Linked DNA regions of Mus musculus: all the other regions are linked to region 3. The links are chromatin contacts, called in public Hi-C and HiChIP or PLAC-seq maps. All regions are on one chromosome and are shown on one strand. The core of a region is the stretch at or near the end of the contact, and the rest is flanking DNA. Distances in the headings are between cores, read along the strand shown.

Region 1 (4,604 bases), core at 566-3,065, 530 kb before region 3:
GTTTGCAGCCACTACCTACACATGGGTCATCACCACCACAGTACTACCTTCATGGATTTCCTTAACGACTACCTATCTCCATAACAATTGCACTTCTGGCCTTCCTATTTTCCAGTCGGCTTACATGACAACCAAAGTGATCTTTCTAAAGTGCAGTAGGAGCCAGGCAAGGTGGTGGCACACGCCTTTAATACCAGGACTCCTCTAGAGTCCTGCAAAGGCAGGTGGATATCTGTACCCCAGCCCAGTCTGGCCAATATAGTGAGTTTCAGGCCAGCCAGGGCTACACAGCCAGACCCTGTCTCAGAGAACAAGAAACAAACCAGTGGCAGGGCAGAGAGTGGTGAGACGACATCTCTGGTAACGATGTGTGTCAATTCTTTTTTTTTGAGACAGGGTTTCTCTGGCTGTCCTGGATCTCACTCGGTAGACCAGGTTGCCCTCGAACTCAGAAATCCGCCTGCCTCTGCCTCCTGAGTGCTGGGATTAAAGGCATGTGCCACCACACCTGTCGTGTGTCAATCTTCTATGACTAGAATTTACCGTATTTCACCTACTTGACCTTAAAATTCCCGCACCAGAAATTTGACCTTTCACAGAGGTCAACTTTGGCTCTTGAAAATGAACCTCTTGGGTAGTGGTCTCCACATTTGACCCACCTCGTTTTTGTTTCAGTTTGTGTGTGTGTATCTTACTTGGTAGTCCTGACTGGCCTGGAACTCACTATGCAAAGAGCAGTCTAGGCTTAAACTCACAGAGGTCTACTCCACTCTGCCTCTGAAGTGCTGGGATCAAAGGCATTGGCCACCATGCCCAGTTCTCACCTGGGTATTTTTTTAGAGGCTTCAGTGAAACTGGATTCTGTCAGCATGTGGCTAGGGCTGAGAATCGCTGCTAAATAAGATGACCAGTAGGAGCCGGGCGGTGGTGGCGCACACCTTTAATCCCAGCACTTGGCAGAGGCAGGTGGATTTCTGAGTTTGAGGCCAGCCTGGTCTACAGAGTCAGTTCCAGGACAGCCGGGGCTACACAGAGAAACCCTGTCTCGAAAAACAAAACAAAACAAGACAAAAAAGCCTAGTAGGGATCCAACATTCATTTAACCGACCCACAACACCTATCTAGACATGTTAGCTTGAAAGGGAAGAATGAAAGGCAACTCGTTCATGAGTGGTGACCCTCGTGAGGATGAGGTAGGAGGGTTTGTGGTTTCAGGTCAGTCTGGATCAGGTAGCAGTACTCTGCCTACACGTAAAATAAAGAAATAGCAGAAAGGGATGTTAGCTAAATGCAGGCAAGTTTCAGGCAACATTGTGGAATGGGAAAGGAGTCATTCTTAAAAGACAGCTAAGTAAAGCCAACTTTATTTTTCGGGACAGGGTCTTAGTATGCAGCCACTGGTCTCAAACTCTCATTACGCTCTTTAGACATTTACTACTAATCTCCCGCCTCAGAGCCACCTCCTGATCTACACACTGGGGAGTGGAAGAAGGCGGGGGATGGGGGTGGCAGCGTACTCATAGATGAGCAAATCATTTTGCCTCCTTTTACTGTGGAAACCCATCTAGGTTCAGAGTGTGAATAACCTCGTTCGACTCACTTGTCTCTTTAAATTGAGGTTGCGCCTGACAGGACTCTAGCGCTCAGTGTTGGGCTGAAACCCAGATGCAGTTCTCGGATCCCAAGATCTTCCAGAACTCTCGATATACAACCAAGGGGGCGTGGCGATCTTGACCCAGCGTCTAGGGGAGGGGGCGTGGTAATCTCGTTCCCGCCTCCGGAGAGTGAGAAACTCTTAGTGTCGCGGTGGCAGACGTCATTTCCGCGCGCCACCATTACGCCAGTATAAGACGTAGACCGCAGGCCGTGGTAGTGTCATCCGTTCCTAAAGTTCCGTCCTCCTTGTCCCTTGCGAGGCATGGAGAGTGACTTTTACCTGCGTTACTACGTGGGCCACAAAGGCAAGTTCGGTCATGAGTTCCTGGAGTTTGAATTCCGACCTGACGGTAAGAGCGGCCTCCCGGCTGCGGGCAGTGGGACCGGCCCCGGGGAGGGCGGAGAGAAGGCGGGCTGCGGAATGTGGCGAAGCGAAGCAAGGGACGCCGACCACCGTGCTGTTGGGTCGTGAAAGAGGCATTCTTTTGTCGGCTTCATTGGTTCTTTCTCTTCATCCGCTGGCGATTCTCCTTCGTAGCTTTTTAAAAAGCCAGGTTGCTTACATTCAACAAAGATTTAATGTCCATCTGAGAATGGGCTGTTTGTTTTCCAGTCTGGGGACAGAGCAACAAAAATAAATTTTCCCCTCTCGTGGAACATGTGTTTCAGAGCCGGAAGAAACCACAGCGATCTCTTGTAGTGTGGAGTGATCAAAAAGTAAGGTCGCTTTTAAAGAGCAGTCTGAGGAGTGTGAATTTGAATTAAGCCGTAATTGAAAAGGGATCAATTTTTGAAGTACAGGAAGAAAAGCATCTACAGGAGTAGCAAGTGTCATAGGACCTCAAAGAGCCAGACATATCCAGGTGGTCACTGGGGTGACTGAGAGACAGTAGTAGGGGGTGATGTTAGTCAAGAGCCTCGCTATACAGGTGTTTGTAGTGCTTGCTTGCATACAGCTTCCTTAGTTTTCAAAGTCCTTTCCCAACCCAGTTGAACATCAGCATGTTCTTCTCTGTGCAGCTAAGATAGCATTAAAATTCCTGTTTACAGCTGAGAACGTGTTCTTTTGCTACATCATGGCAGCCTTTTCCCGGGACTCTAGTTTACTGTCAGGTCCTTCTTCTGTTGTTCAGTAGTTTCAAGTGAAGTACCAAAAACACTACTATCACAGCTGGGAAATGGGTTGAAACATTCGATATAATTTAGGCAAAGCTCATATTCTTTGGAGGGTAATGGTGCTTTGTTCATGTTTTCTAATACGTTGCATTCTTTTTTTTTTTTCTTTTTTCTTCCGAAGGTAAATTGCGATACGCCAACAACAGCAATTACAAAAATGACGTCATGATCAGGAAAGAGGTACAGACCTTTCCTTCACTACGACTTAGCCTTTGGTTTCCCATTGCTTATGTTCTCTCTGGTAATGAAAGATGAAGTGTAGGAAGCGAGCACTTATTTCTAAGCAGCTAGATTATTTCTCTGATTCACTCCCCCCCCCCCCCCAGTGCTGAATCAAAAGCTAGTAAGTGTTTGAAATCTGTGTGTCTTGGTTTGTACCCTCGGTGTGCCCCATACTGACCATGTGACCTCAAAACAAGTTCTCTGGCTGAACTTGGTCTCTGTGTTTTCATCTGTAAAACAAAGGATAAGAAAACCTACCTGTGACTCCCAAATGTTATCATAGAATTAAATATATTAGTCCCTAGTACATAGACTATGAAGACAGCATTGACTTTGCTTCTGAAGAGGAAACGGATCAGGGGAAAGTCTCAACCTCGAATTACGCTCTTTAGAGCTAAACCATAGACATTTACTACTACTCTCCCACCTCAGAGCCCCCTCCTGATCCACACACTGGGGAGTGGAAGAAGGCGGGGGATGGGGGTGGCAGCGTACTCATAGATGAGCAAATCATTTTGCCTCCTTTTACTGTGGAAACCCATCTAGGTTCAGAGTGTGAATAACCTCGTTCAAACAATATGTTGTTTAATCCTGATTATAAAAAGCCCATGTGACAAAGTATTCTGCCATACTTTCAATCAGGAAAATCATGGCCTAGATATTAAATCTGAGGATAGTTACTCTTGCTTGTAAGAGATAATGATAGGCATTTGGGCATATCTGAATCTCAGTAAAGGTCATGTGTTCCATTCTGCTGGGATTTCTACTATATCATTAAGGATATGACAGTATGTCTTCATACAATTTAGCAGTTAATTTTATGCCGAATCAGCATCATATCTTTTTCTCTTTGTTTGGTTTGGGTTGTTTGTTTGCATGACCTAGTGCTCCTCAGAAGCAGTTGGTAGAGTGCTTGTCTTCATGAGGCCCTGGGCTTCATCCTTAGCATCACAGAAACTGATCATGGTAGCCATGTTTATATGTCAGCACTGGGGAGGTGAAAGCAAGAAGCTCAGAAGTTTAAGATCACCAAGGCCAGGCTGCGAGGCATGAAACCTTGTCTGTAAGCAGCAGGGTGTATCAGTTGTCTGTTACCACTATAACAATATATCTGACAGAGGCTATTGCCGGATTATTGTCAGGAATGATACAGACCTGCAATTCCATGACTTTGTAGTTGAAGGCATGGGGATTAGAAATTCAAGTTGGACTCAGTAATGGTGGTGGTGATGGTATAAGACTTTTATCACTCGGGAGGCAGAATGAGACGAATCTCTGAGTTTGACGACAGCCTGATATACAGAGCAAGTTCCAGGTCTGTACAGAGAAACTCTGCCTGAAAAAGCCTTTTTAAAAGAAATAATTAGTTCATAGCAAGTTTGAAGCCAGTGAGGCTCAGTGAAATTCTCAAAAATAAAGAAGAGATTATTTAGCTCATCACTCCAGAGGTTCAAAATCCAAACACCGCTGCAGTAGTGAGAATGGGTGTGTGGCCACGCAGTGACCTCTCTCACCAGGAGAGAAACACACAGACATTGGAGGCCCACAAT
Region 2 (5,015 bases), core at 189-2,688, 800 kb after region 3:
GACCTGCCTAACAGCATGTACTTTTCTACTTCCTGTAGCAAAAGAGAAATTTAATGGGAAGCCTGACTCCACCACTTACAGCTGTGTATGTGATCTTGAGCTAATTACTTAAAAGCCTGGAGTCTCAGATTCCAAAACTGTAAAATGGGAGCATTAAATGGGAATAATGAATACCTACCTTGCAAATTTATTAAGAGTAAATGAATTAAGGTGCCCACTAGACTACACTAAAAGCTCGAGAAGAGAGGCAGCGTCTACACAGCTGTCGATTCTTGCTGGAATGAAGACCCGCAGGACAGGAACTCAATGATATTTTTAAATGAATGAATAACTATGTGTCCCTACTTCCCTCATCCACACTAACTCTTCTCCCATAATCGTATTTCTTCGTTTTTCTTCTATCATTTTCTAAAGCCTTCAAGACATTCTATATTTTGTCCTTCTGGGTGCTTTTCTTCTTCTCACGGGCTATTATTAACAATACAGCTCAAAGAAAGTGGCCCCGTTAGTAATTTCTCCAACACCGCCCACCTTCCATTTCTAATGCGAAGGAGGTGGAAGAGGCGGTCAGAACATAGGCTCCACAGCATTTCATCTACCTACCCTGGGCCACTAACTCGCGTCAACAACAGCGAAGTCGGTCCTCTCCAGAACACAACTTTCAGGGCAACTGCACCATCTCTTTCTACATCTCCGCAACCAGAAGACTCGCGCAGAGGGAATCCTCTGCTCTCAAAAGTTACGGAGTCCGTTACACTCGTGCCCCGCTGGAAAGAGGGGTGCATCCCCACAGTAGGACAGCCTTGCTGGACAGACTGATGGGATTTCAGAGCCCACGGTGTGGACGCGGGTCACCTTTGGACCTGGCCAGGTTCCTCTGACCACTGCTCCGAGAAGGCAGCGCTCTTCGAGCCCTGGAGGGAAGCTAAGGGGTGCGGCCAGTGCCCGGGCTGGGGACAGGAGAGACGCACAGTGTGGACAGCTAGGCTGACCTGCCACACCGGGACTACGCCCACCCGTACCTCGTCTCAGCGCAGACCCTACCTAGTCACAGAACCACTCCCTGAGACACCCGGCTCGCCCCCGGCCCATAAATCAGCCGGCCGGCGCTGCTCACTGGCTGGGTCCGCATCTCCCTTCTGGTCATTGGCTACCCGCACGCAAAGCCCTCCTCCACAAGGGAACCTCGCGTACGGCGGTCTCTCAGCGGAGCACCCCCGCCCCGGCTCCGCGTAGCTCGCCGTCCCAGCAGCGCGGCCTCAGCCACTCACCGTGTAGTAGGAGAGCAGCCCTGCATTGTAGTCCAGCACGAACCAACGATACTGCCATCCCTTCATCACGTTAGTCCATTTGCTCAGCGGCCCTTCCACGATGGACGCCATCTTGGGAGCCGCCAATGACAACAAACGGCCTGACGTCAGTCGCCTATATGGCATTCGGCATGCAGGGGGCGGGGTCTCCGAGAGCCTAGGCGGGACCAGGGCGTGAGTGGGCGGGGCCAGGTGCGGCTCCTCTGTGCAGCTGGTGGACCCACGCCCCTGGCAATCCTAGTCAAGCATGCTTTGTTTCTTTCTCTCTTCGCCTATTGTGTATAGGGCGGGCTGTTATGGAGGCAGAAAACTGAGAAAGCGAGCGTGAATATTTAGATTATTTATCCAAAACAGGCGTGAAGGTGGATACCTGTAATCCCAGCACTTGGGAGACCAGAGGATCGGTAGTTCAAAGCCAGACTCAGCTAAGTAAGACTGACAAAAAAAAGAAAAGAAAAAAAGGAGAGAAGGAGAAAAGGGGAGTGGGGGGACAGAGAGACGGAGGGGAGGGGGGTTTAGAGGTGGGTGTAAGGGAGGGAGGGAGAGACAGACAGACAGAGAGAATAAGAGAAAAACATCTTCAAGAGGATCTGGAGGGTAGGGGAGCACACAACTGCCTGTAACTCCAGGCCATCAGAACTGAGGGTACCAGCACTTAGGAGCAAATATTCCCACCCCACTCAGACATACTCACTAAAGTACATATAACTAAAACTAAATTTTTTTTTTGTAAGTTCAAGATAATCCTTGACTACATAATGAGTTTGAGAGTAGTGGGTGCTACATAAAACTTTTTTTTAAATTGTAACATAAGTTTTGTTGGGTTTTTTGTTTTTTTTTTTTTTTTTTTTTTTTTTTGGAGACAGAGTCTCTTTTGCAGCCTTGGCTGTTCTGGTATTTGCTATATATAGGTAGACCAGGCTGTCCTCTAACTCACAGAGATCTGTCTGCTTCTGGGCTTGGGTTAAAGGTGAGAGCCACCACACCTGGCCAAAGAATTCTATATTTAAGAACCTAGTGATTGGGAAAGCTGGAGAGATGGCTCATCATCGGGTAAGCACTGACTGCTCTTGCAGAGGTCCTGAGTTCAATTCCCAGCAACCACAGGGTGGCTCACAACCATTTGTAATGAGATCTGATTCCCTCTTCTGGTGTGTCTGAAGACCAACTGTGTACTCACATACATAAAATAAATAAATAAATCTAGAAAAAGAAGGGGAAGAAGAACCCAGTGATCCTCTTTTGGCCTCCCTGGCCCCAGACATGTATGTAGTACACAGATATGCATGCAGGCAAAAAGAACTCATATACTTCTTGTTTTGTTTTGTTGTTTTACTGTAGAGAAAAATCTAGGGCTTTGTGCATGCCAGGAGAACATTCTACCCCTGCTATATTAGTCAGGGATCTTTAGAGTAAAAATACTTACAGAATGAATATATTTGTGTATATATAGAGAGATCGATAGATATACACACACACACAGAGTGGGATTTATTACAGGATGTGATTAAGCAAAGACAACAATGGCTGCCTATGCATAGAAAATCCAAGAAACTAGTAATTGGATGTCTCAGCTAGCTAGTCTTCTGTGTATGCCAAAATCTGGAAAGAATAGGCCCTAATGCCAGTGAAGTAATGGACTTGCTAGCAAAAGTGAGAGACGTAGGCAGAAAAGGAGAAAGCGTCCTTCTTGATGCCCTATTTATAGGTTTCCAGGAGAAAGTGTGGCTCAGACTAGAGGTGGATCTTCCCACTTCATATCATCCAGTTAAGCAAAAATCTACCACAGGTGTGCCCAGCCATGTTTGGATTTTAGTTAATTCCCGATGTAGTCAAGTTGACAACCAAGAATAGCTATCAGACCTGCCTTTTCTTAAGAAAACATAGATCATTCTTGACACCTCACAAGAGACCACCCCCAATGTCCATTTATGTATTTGTTACACAAACCACACACTTAATAACCATAGTCTGGGAATATAGCCCAGTAGCAGAGTGCTTGCCCAACATATGTGAGTCCCTAAATTCAACTCCCAGAATCAGGGGACTGTACTTAAGCACACATGCTGTTTTGCTCTATGCACTCTTTTAAGGCTTTGAGAACATTTGCAGAAGGTAGAAAGGAAGGCAAGGATAAACAACAAAATCTTTGATGTGTGAGTTACAAATTGTTAAGTGCTATGGGAAAAAAAATAAAGGGAAGAGGGGTTGGGCCTGAATGAGAAGGGAACTTTCTCAAAGCTTTATACATGTATACACAATCAGCTATACCCTCATAGCTCCTACCTCTCCCCTTTCTTGCCTCTCCCCTCTCATTAGTCTCATTTGTCCCTCTACACAGTTTTACTTCTGTGTTCAAGTGCTGGGATCTTCTGTAATGGAAGCAAATACTAAGAAAGTAAACAGGAAAGTTGCCCAATACTGAGATTCCAGAGATGCCTCAGCTGATACAGTGCTTGCTGCATAAGCAAGAGGACATGAGTTCAGAGGCCTCACACCCACACAAAGGCCAGGTGCATGTCTGTAGTCCCAGTGCTGGGAAGATGAGACAGGAAGTTCCTTGGGGATTTCAGGTCAGCTAGTCCGGCAGAATTGGTGAGATATAAAATCAGTAGCAGACTGTGTCTTTAAAAAAAGAAATGTGGGGCCTGGGAGCTCAATGTGGCAGGGGTGAGTGGGGTGCGGTGGGGTGGATGGGGTGGGGTAGGGCAGGGTGGGAGGAAACATGCCTTTAATCCCAGCACTTGGAAAGCAGAGGCAGGTGGATGTCTGTGAGTTCAAGGCCAGCCTGGTCTACAGAGTAAGTTCCAGGGCTACACTTAAAAACCATGTCTTGAAAAAAAGAGGCTCAGTGGGTTAAGATACTTGCCACCAAGCATGATGACCTGAGTTTGACCCCTGGGACCCACATGCTAAATAAAAGACAGAACTAACTGCCTTTAATCCCAGCTCCAGGGTATCTGACGTTGTTTTCTGGCCCTCCTTAGACACTGCACTCACACAAACAAAACCCTGTGAGTTTGTGCTCAGACACACACATATACACATACTTAGAAATAATTTTTAAATGCCTTAGACATAATGTGGACAGTATCATCAACCGCTTAGTCTGTCTTAGCGTTCCTTGGGGTCAAGAGGCATCAGAAGGCTCTCCTTAGCGTCCGCCATGAAAAGACAAGTCAACAGCAAAAGGCAGAGGAAAGGCTTGACTCCTAAGACAATGTCCAGCTCATAGTGCCTTGTCTACAGTCTACACTCATCAGCTAAAGTTAAACATGGTGGAGACACACACTGGTCTTGTTCCTACATTCTTTTGTTTCGGGCCTTGCCTGGAAAGAAAGGGCTGCTGGAGTATAGAGGAAATAGAAAAGGACTCAGCCAAAAGAAGACATAATGCTGATCATTATGCCCTAGAAACTTGCTGAGGACAGGAATTGGGGCTAAGACATCCTACCACTTAGAGGATCAGTAACTGTCTGACGCTGGGATTGTACTCAGGGACTGTGTGTGCCAACCACACACTCTACCACTGATGTACACTATTAGCCAAACTGTCATTTTATTTGTTTTTTTCTGTTGTTGTTTTGTAAGATGGAGTTCTTGCTATATAGTTCAGGCCTTGAATTTATGAGCCTCCTGCCTCAGTCACTTAAGTAATGGGGATTGCAGGCCTATACAAAAACATCTGAATCCAGGATAAGATCT
Region 3 (4,939 bases), core at 1,063-3,562:
GCTGCCCTGTTTATTGTAGAGTTCTGGCGTCCTCCTAGCCTGAACTGACTAGATGCCTAGGCTTGATGACCAAGAGTAGTTCCCCATGGCGGTCTGTGGCACATACCTGTAATCCTAGCTCTAAGGAGCTGAGGCAGCAGAATTTCAAAGTGGAGGCCAGCCTAGACAGTAAGACTGTCTCTTAAAAAGAAAAGAAAAAAGAAGCAAAGCAAGGAAAAAATGTTGCATGCCTTTGATTCCTGCATGTAGCAGGCAGAGACAGAGTCAAGTGAATCTCTATGAGTTCAAGACCAGCCTGGCCAACTTGAGCTCATTACCTCACATAGCCGTAGCTGGCCTGCGACTTGCTATGTTGACCAGATTGGCTTTGAACTCACAAATATCTGCTTGCTTCTGCCACCCAAGTGCTAGGATTAATTGTGTGTAGGCTAATTCTATATCCTATACCTTTTAGTATTTTTAAAGCTTTTTTGTTTTGTTTATTTATTTATTTATTTTTGAGACAGGTTTTCTGTGTGTAAGAGCCCTGAGTGTTCTGGAAGATTCTGTAGATCAGACTGGCCTGTAATTCAGAGATCTCCCTGCTTCTGCTTCCCAAGTGCCGGGATTAAAGGCATGCACCACACACCCGGCCTTTTTTTAAAGCTCTCATTGCTATTGGGATTGGCTGGTTCAGTTTTCAGTGCCTTATTTATTGTCTCTTCTCCCTATAAACTTGATTAAAACATGAACGTGTTTTAATCACCATCTGTCTACCTTCATTACAGGCCTTCCCTGACTAGTAAATGGCCTTGCTCTTTGCTGCCGTTTGTCTGGAGTCTTGGATGCTGTCATTGACAAGACCTGTCATCCATACAGAGCGCCTAAAGCTTACCTAATGTTTCTACACTGTTTTCTCTCTTGAAACTTACAGCACACTGGTCAGGGCAAGGACTCTCAGTGTAATCGAGAACAACAAGGCTATTGAGAATAGTTTTGCCCCTAAAGATACTCTTGCTTGCAAGAAAAGCCTACTGAACCATCCAACTCTGGATGATGGGGTCACAAGTCAGTTAGTGTTCAATAGCAGTCTTCACACCAGGATCTCCAACTCCAACTCAAGAGACAAAAGGTTCTTTGAAGGATTTTTAAAAATTAATTAATTACCTTTTTTTTTTTTTTTTTTTTTTTAAAGATAGGGTCTCACCATGTAGCCCTGGCTTTCTGGATCGCCCAATGTAGATAGACACTAAATTGGTCTTGAACTCACAGACTCTCTTCCTTCAGCATGCTGGGATTAAAGGTGTGTGCTACCATGCTCCTCTCTTGAGAAGATTCTTCATCGCACCAGAGTCTCTGAACTTTACAGTTCAAAGTCTCCCTGGCAGTCAGCCTCATCTAACACCGGTTAGTCTAGCAGTTTGTATCTCTCAAGTACCCGCTGCTGAAATCCCTGGTCCACCCTGACCTTTCTTGTTGTTTTGCTTCTGTGTCTGGACTTGGCCAGCTCTCTCTGTCTGGATTGATCTGTCTTGCTCAAGTTTTATTTAAAAGACCCAATCCTGACACACTTCCTTCTTACTGTGATTCGCCTAGTGAGTAGGGCAGGCCCATTAGCAACTCCATCACAACTGCCCTCTAAGGGGTGGGTCTTAGGAGGATCAAGGATGGGAAGGGTGTATAGGGGGTTCTCTTACAACTTGGATTGCTTTCCACTGTTGTATCTTTGCTCTCAGGGCCTGAGGGTGGATTCTAAGAATCATGAAAAGGTCCATTTTTGATGGTCACTCCCTCCACTGCACATTTGTCTCTCTGCGTTCTCATTGGACCCACTGTTACAGGAGCAGAAGCTGGACTGGACCGGCAAAGGGCCATAAAGGCTAGGGTTTCTTTTCCACTTGGGAGAGGCAAAGCGGAGAGCGGAGGGCATTCACCTTCCGGGTGAGATCCTGAGCCTCGCAGAGCGCAGTCAGCGCGGGTGGCTCCTAAGCTGTGCCACGTAGCCGCAGGCCTGAGTGGGCAAGGGTTTGGGAGCGCCGGTTGCACCGATCTCGCGGCTGGGATGAGCAGGGTGGTGTCCGAGCTGTGGCACACCCGAGAGTAGCATCCCCACGGAGCCCCTCCCTCCCCTCCGCGCCAGGCCCGCAAGGAATCGTCACTCACCGAGCCACGGTACTTCTCCAGCGACACCAGCTTGCCCCGGATGTTGACCGCCTTGAAGTCGTAGAAGTCCTGCTCGGATTGCGCGCAGGCCGCGGCCCACAGGAGCAGCCACGCCGTCGCCACAGCTGCAACCATGGTTCACTCCCGAGGTGGCGACTTGGCGAGGGCAAAGACAAGGCGGAGGGGACCCCGCCGTGTGGGGCGGGAGGAGGCGGCCCGCTGGGCAGGACGCGCCCCCTTCTCAGTCGTCTCTGCAGGCGCAGAGTCCCGGCTCTGGACCTCAGTTTCCCTAGCTGCTCTGCGCTGGTTAGCTTCAGATCGCAGGATCCTGTTTTCTTGAGGCTGAGACCAAAATTCGCTCAAACTCAAGCTCAGGGCGCAGAGACTTAATAGGGAGATAGCGGAGAAAAATCTGTGAGGATTAGCTTCTAGTGCCTGGCCTTAGGCGGATCGCTCCACCACTCTGAGCCCCAGTTTCTTTACGGGAATATTACCTAGTGTAGAATTGGGAGTACTGGACTGTAACGGGAAAGTGCTGGAAAACAATTTGATAGCTGAACGATGCGTACAAACTTTAGGTTAATGGATGTAGTGTTTCCCCAAAGTCAGACAAGTGTGGGAGACAAGTCTGCTGCGGTTTGGATTCCAGCAGTGCATGGGGGTTAGGAGAGCTTGCCTATCTAGTCAGTCACTGGATTATTGCCTCCTTACTGGAGGTGCAGCAGGAGCCAAGAAGGCCCGGTATCTCCAGCAGCTGACAGTTAAAAGCTCTTTGTGGACACAAACGTGGGTAGCAGCTGCAATCTCAAGTTAGTGACAAGAGATCTCAATAGCAAGCTACAGCGTTTCCCAGGCGCAGAAAAACGTCTATGACACCCATAAAGGGCCAAGCATCCGGTGGCGACTTAGTATGAGTTAACACACATTTGGAGTACCTGTTCTATGCCAAGTTCAGCTCTAGCCCCCCACCCCCCACCCCCCACCCCCCACCCCCACCCCCCGTGCAGTGAGGGAAAACATGTGGGCTTCCTATTCAGAGGGAGATAGGACACTAAAAATTTTACAGTTAACTCCAAAACTACAGTTGTGGCCGGTACAGTACCACCTAATAAAGTCGAGGTTGTGTGTGGGCAAACGAAAGGAGGTTTGAACTGAACTCTTGACAAATGAATAGAAATTATTCAGGTAAAAGCAGAAAGTTGTACAAGGCCTCCTGGGAGAGTGAAACATGATACAATGGGCAACAAAGACTAGTTTGGCTGACATGAAAGTACGCTTGGGGGTGGGGGAGGGGAGGTAGTCGTGAGGCCACACAGCCTCCGAGGGCCACAATAAAGTTTACAGGCTTGCCCTACATGATAGCCAATGTCTTTAATCCCAGCATTTGGAGGACAGAGGCGGGCAGATCTCTGAGTTAGTGGGCAACCTGGTCTATATAGTACCAGGCCAGCTGTGTGTGACTTAATAGGGAGACATCGTATTAAAAAAAATTACAAGCCTTAAACTAAGAAATAAAGTTTTGGGTTTTTTTTGTTGTTGTTGTTGTTTGTTACTATTAGCTAAAGCATCTTAGTGAGGCCCACATATAGCAGATAGATCCCTCTGGCTTTTTTGTGGTACTCAGACAGGAAAAGGCAGGAGCAGATGCTGGAAAGAAGAGACCGAGGAGCTTTAAGGTCCGGTGATGATCACAGCAGAGAACATAGTGGGAGAGGAATGGGAGTTAAAGTTGGGCAGGTTTAGTGAAGGCTTGGGGGGGGGGCGGGGGGGGGGAGCAGTGAGGGGAGGGGTTGGCTGCTTGGATTAAGAAGGGGTGAGGCAGATGAGCCTGGGGGAGTCTTCAGGGCCAGCTGGGGAAAGGCTATGAGTGCCACATCACAAGGCTAGCAGAGTTGTTTGTACACAAGGTGACATGGTATGATCTGAACTCCCAGCCCTCAGATTTCAGAGTATGCTATCTTTCTCCACCACCAACATGGCTTCTCTCTGCAGGAGCAGACTACTTGGCCAGTAGAGGTGGGGTACAGGACAAAGGTGCTCCAGGCAAGGTGAAGGCCTAAGCAAGCTTCCCTACCCTTCTGCCTCCTTATCTTTTGGGCGTCGTGAGGCTTAAGATGGTCTTGTTAGCGTAAGCAGTGAAGCTGACAGTAATGTATAGTTGTCCATTTCCACAGCTGCCTTGCCCTCCAAGGAAAGCCCATGTCTGGATCCTCCCTGTGACCTTTCTTCGTACACAAGATACTCAGTAAATGTTTATTTTTTTGTAAAGTTCCTGGTGACTTCTGCTCTGTGTTCACGCTAGAATTGATATGTGAGGCTGATGACGTTAGCCAACAGAATATAATCCTTAACTTTATTTTCAGCCTGCTACATAGTTCTGGTGTTTTTAAGGAAGCATAGTTATTTCTGGGTGGCACAGTTAACAACTGGAAGACTCAAAGACAGAGGCAAATCGCACTAAATCTCAGAGGAGCACTTGAAAGGGTTGGAGGCTTGCTGTGGGATCCCTAGCTCTCTTCTTTCCTACAATAAAGTTCAAAGACGTTATTCATGGCCATTTAAGATGCTCAATTTGTTCATCAGACTCTTGAGTATCTAATGCAGAACTATTTTAAGAGCTTTTAATATAGTGAAAAAATAAAATAAAAATATTGAATTTACATTCCTGTAGGAGGAGAAAAGACTAAAAACTAAGACATATAATAGAAACCCTGTAGCACTTTACAGAATGAGAACAGGGCAGGAAGGAAGAGGTGTCACCATCTTGCATGTTGCCTTGTCCCCGGTGGCTCAAGGT

The links. Hi-C and Micro-C count contacts between places; a contact is called where the count stands out from the background. HiChIP or PLAC-seq counts read pairs in DNA pulled down with a chosen protein or histone mark.
Region 1: a contact with region 3 is called in a Hi-C map of uterus, with 8 times the contacts expected there. The contact joins the promoter of Magoh here to the promoter of Gpx7 in region 3. A contact is called at or near these places in 1 of 484 Hi-C or Micro-C datasets (uterus) and 3 of 115 datasets of contacts at active chromatin or transcription factors (bone marrow-derived macrophages, embryonic stem cells and stem cell-derived neural progenitor cells).
Region 2: a contact with region 3 is called in an H3K4me3 HiChIP or PLAC-seq map of bone marrow-derived macrophages, with 4 times the contacts expected there. The contact joins the promoter of Osbpl9 here to the promoter of Gpx7 in region 3. A contact is called at or near these places in 2 of 39 promoter capture datasets (both in liver) and 1 of 115 datasets of contacts at active chromatin or transcription factors (bone marrow-derived macrophages).

What each region holds. Positions count from the first base shown.
Region 1 is chr4:107,877,940-107,882,543 of GRCm38.p6, forward strand. Magoh (mago homolog, exon junction complex core component) reads left to right here and starts at 1,816. Exons shown (of 5, transcript NM_001282737.1): 1 at 1,816-2,006; 2 at 2,954-3,012. The coding sequence starts at 1,919.
Region 2 is chr4:109,200,834-109,205,848 of GRCm38.p6, forward strand. It overlaps Osbpl9 (oxysterol binding protein-like 9), which reads right to left and starts at 1,439. Exons shown (of 24, transcript NM_001368727.1): 1 at 1,272-1,439. The coding sequence starts at 1,382. It overlaps Gm46867 (a long non-coding RNA gene), which reads left to right and starts at 1,360. Exons shown (of 3, transcript XR_001784406.1): 1 at 1,360-1,416.
Region 3 is chr4:108,404,401-108,409,339 of GRCm38.p6, forward strand. Gpx7 (glutathione peroxidase 7) reads right to left here and starts at 2,313. Exons shown (of 3, transcript NM_024198.3): 1 at 2,143-2,313. The coding sequence starts at 2,277. It overlaps Gm32297 (a long non-coding RNA gene), which reads left to right. Exons shown (of 6, transcript XR_003955247.1): 5 at 1,175-1,386; 6 at 1,716-2,147.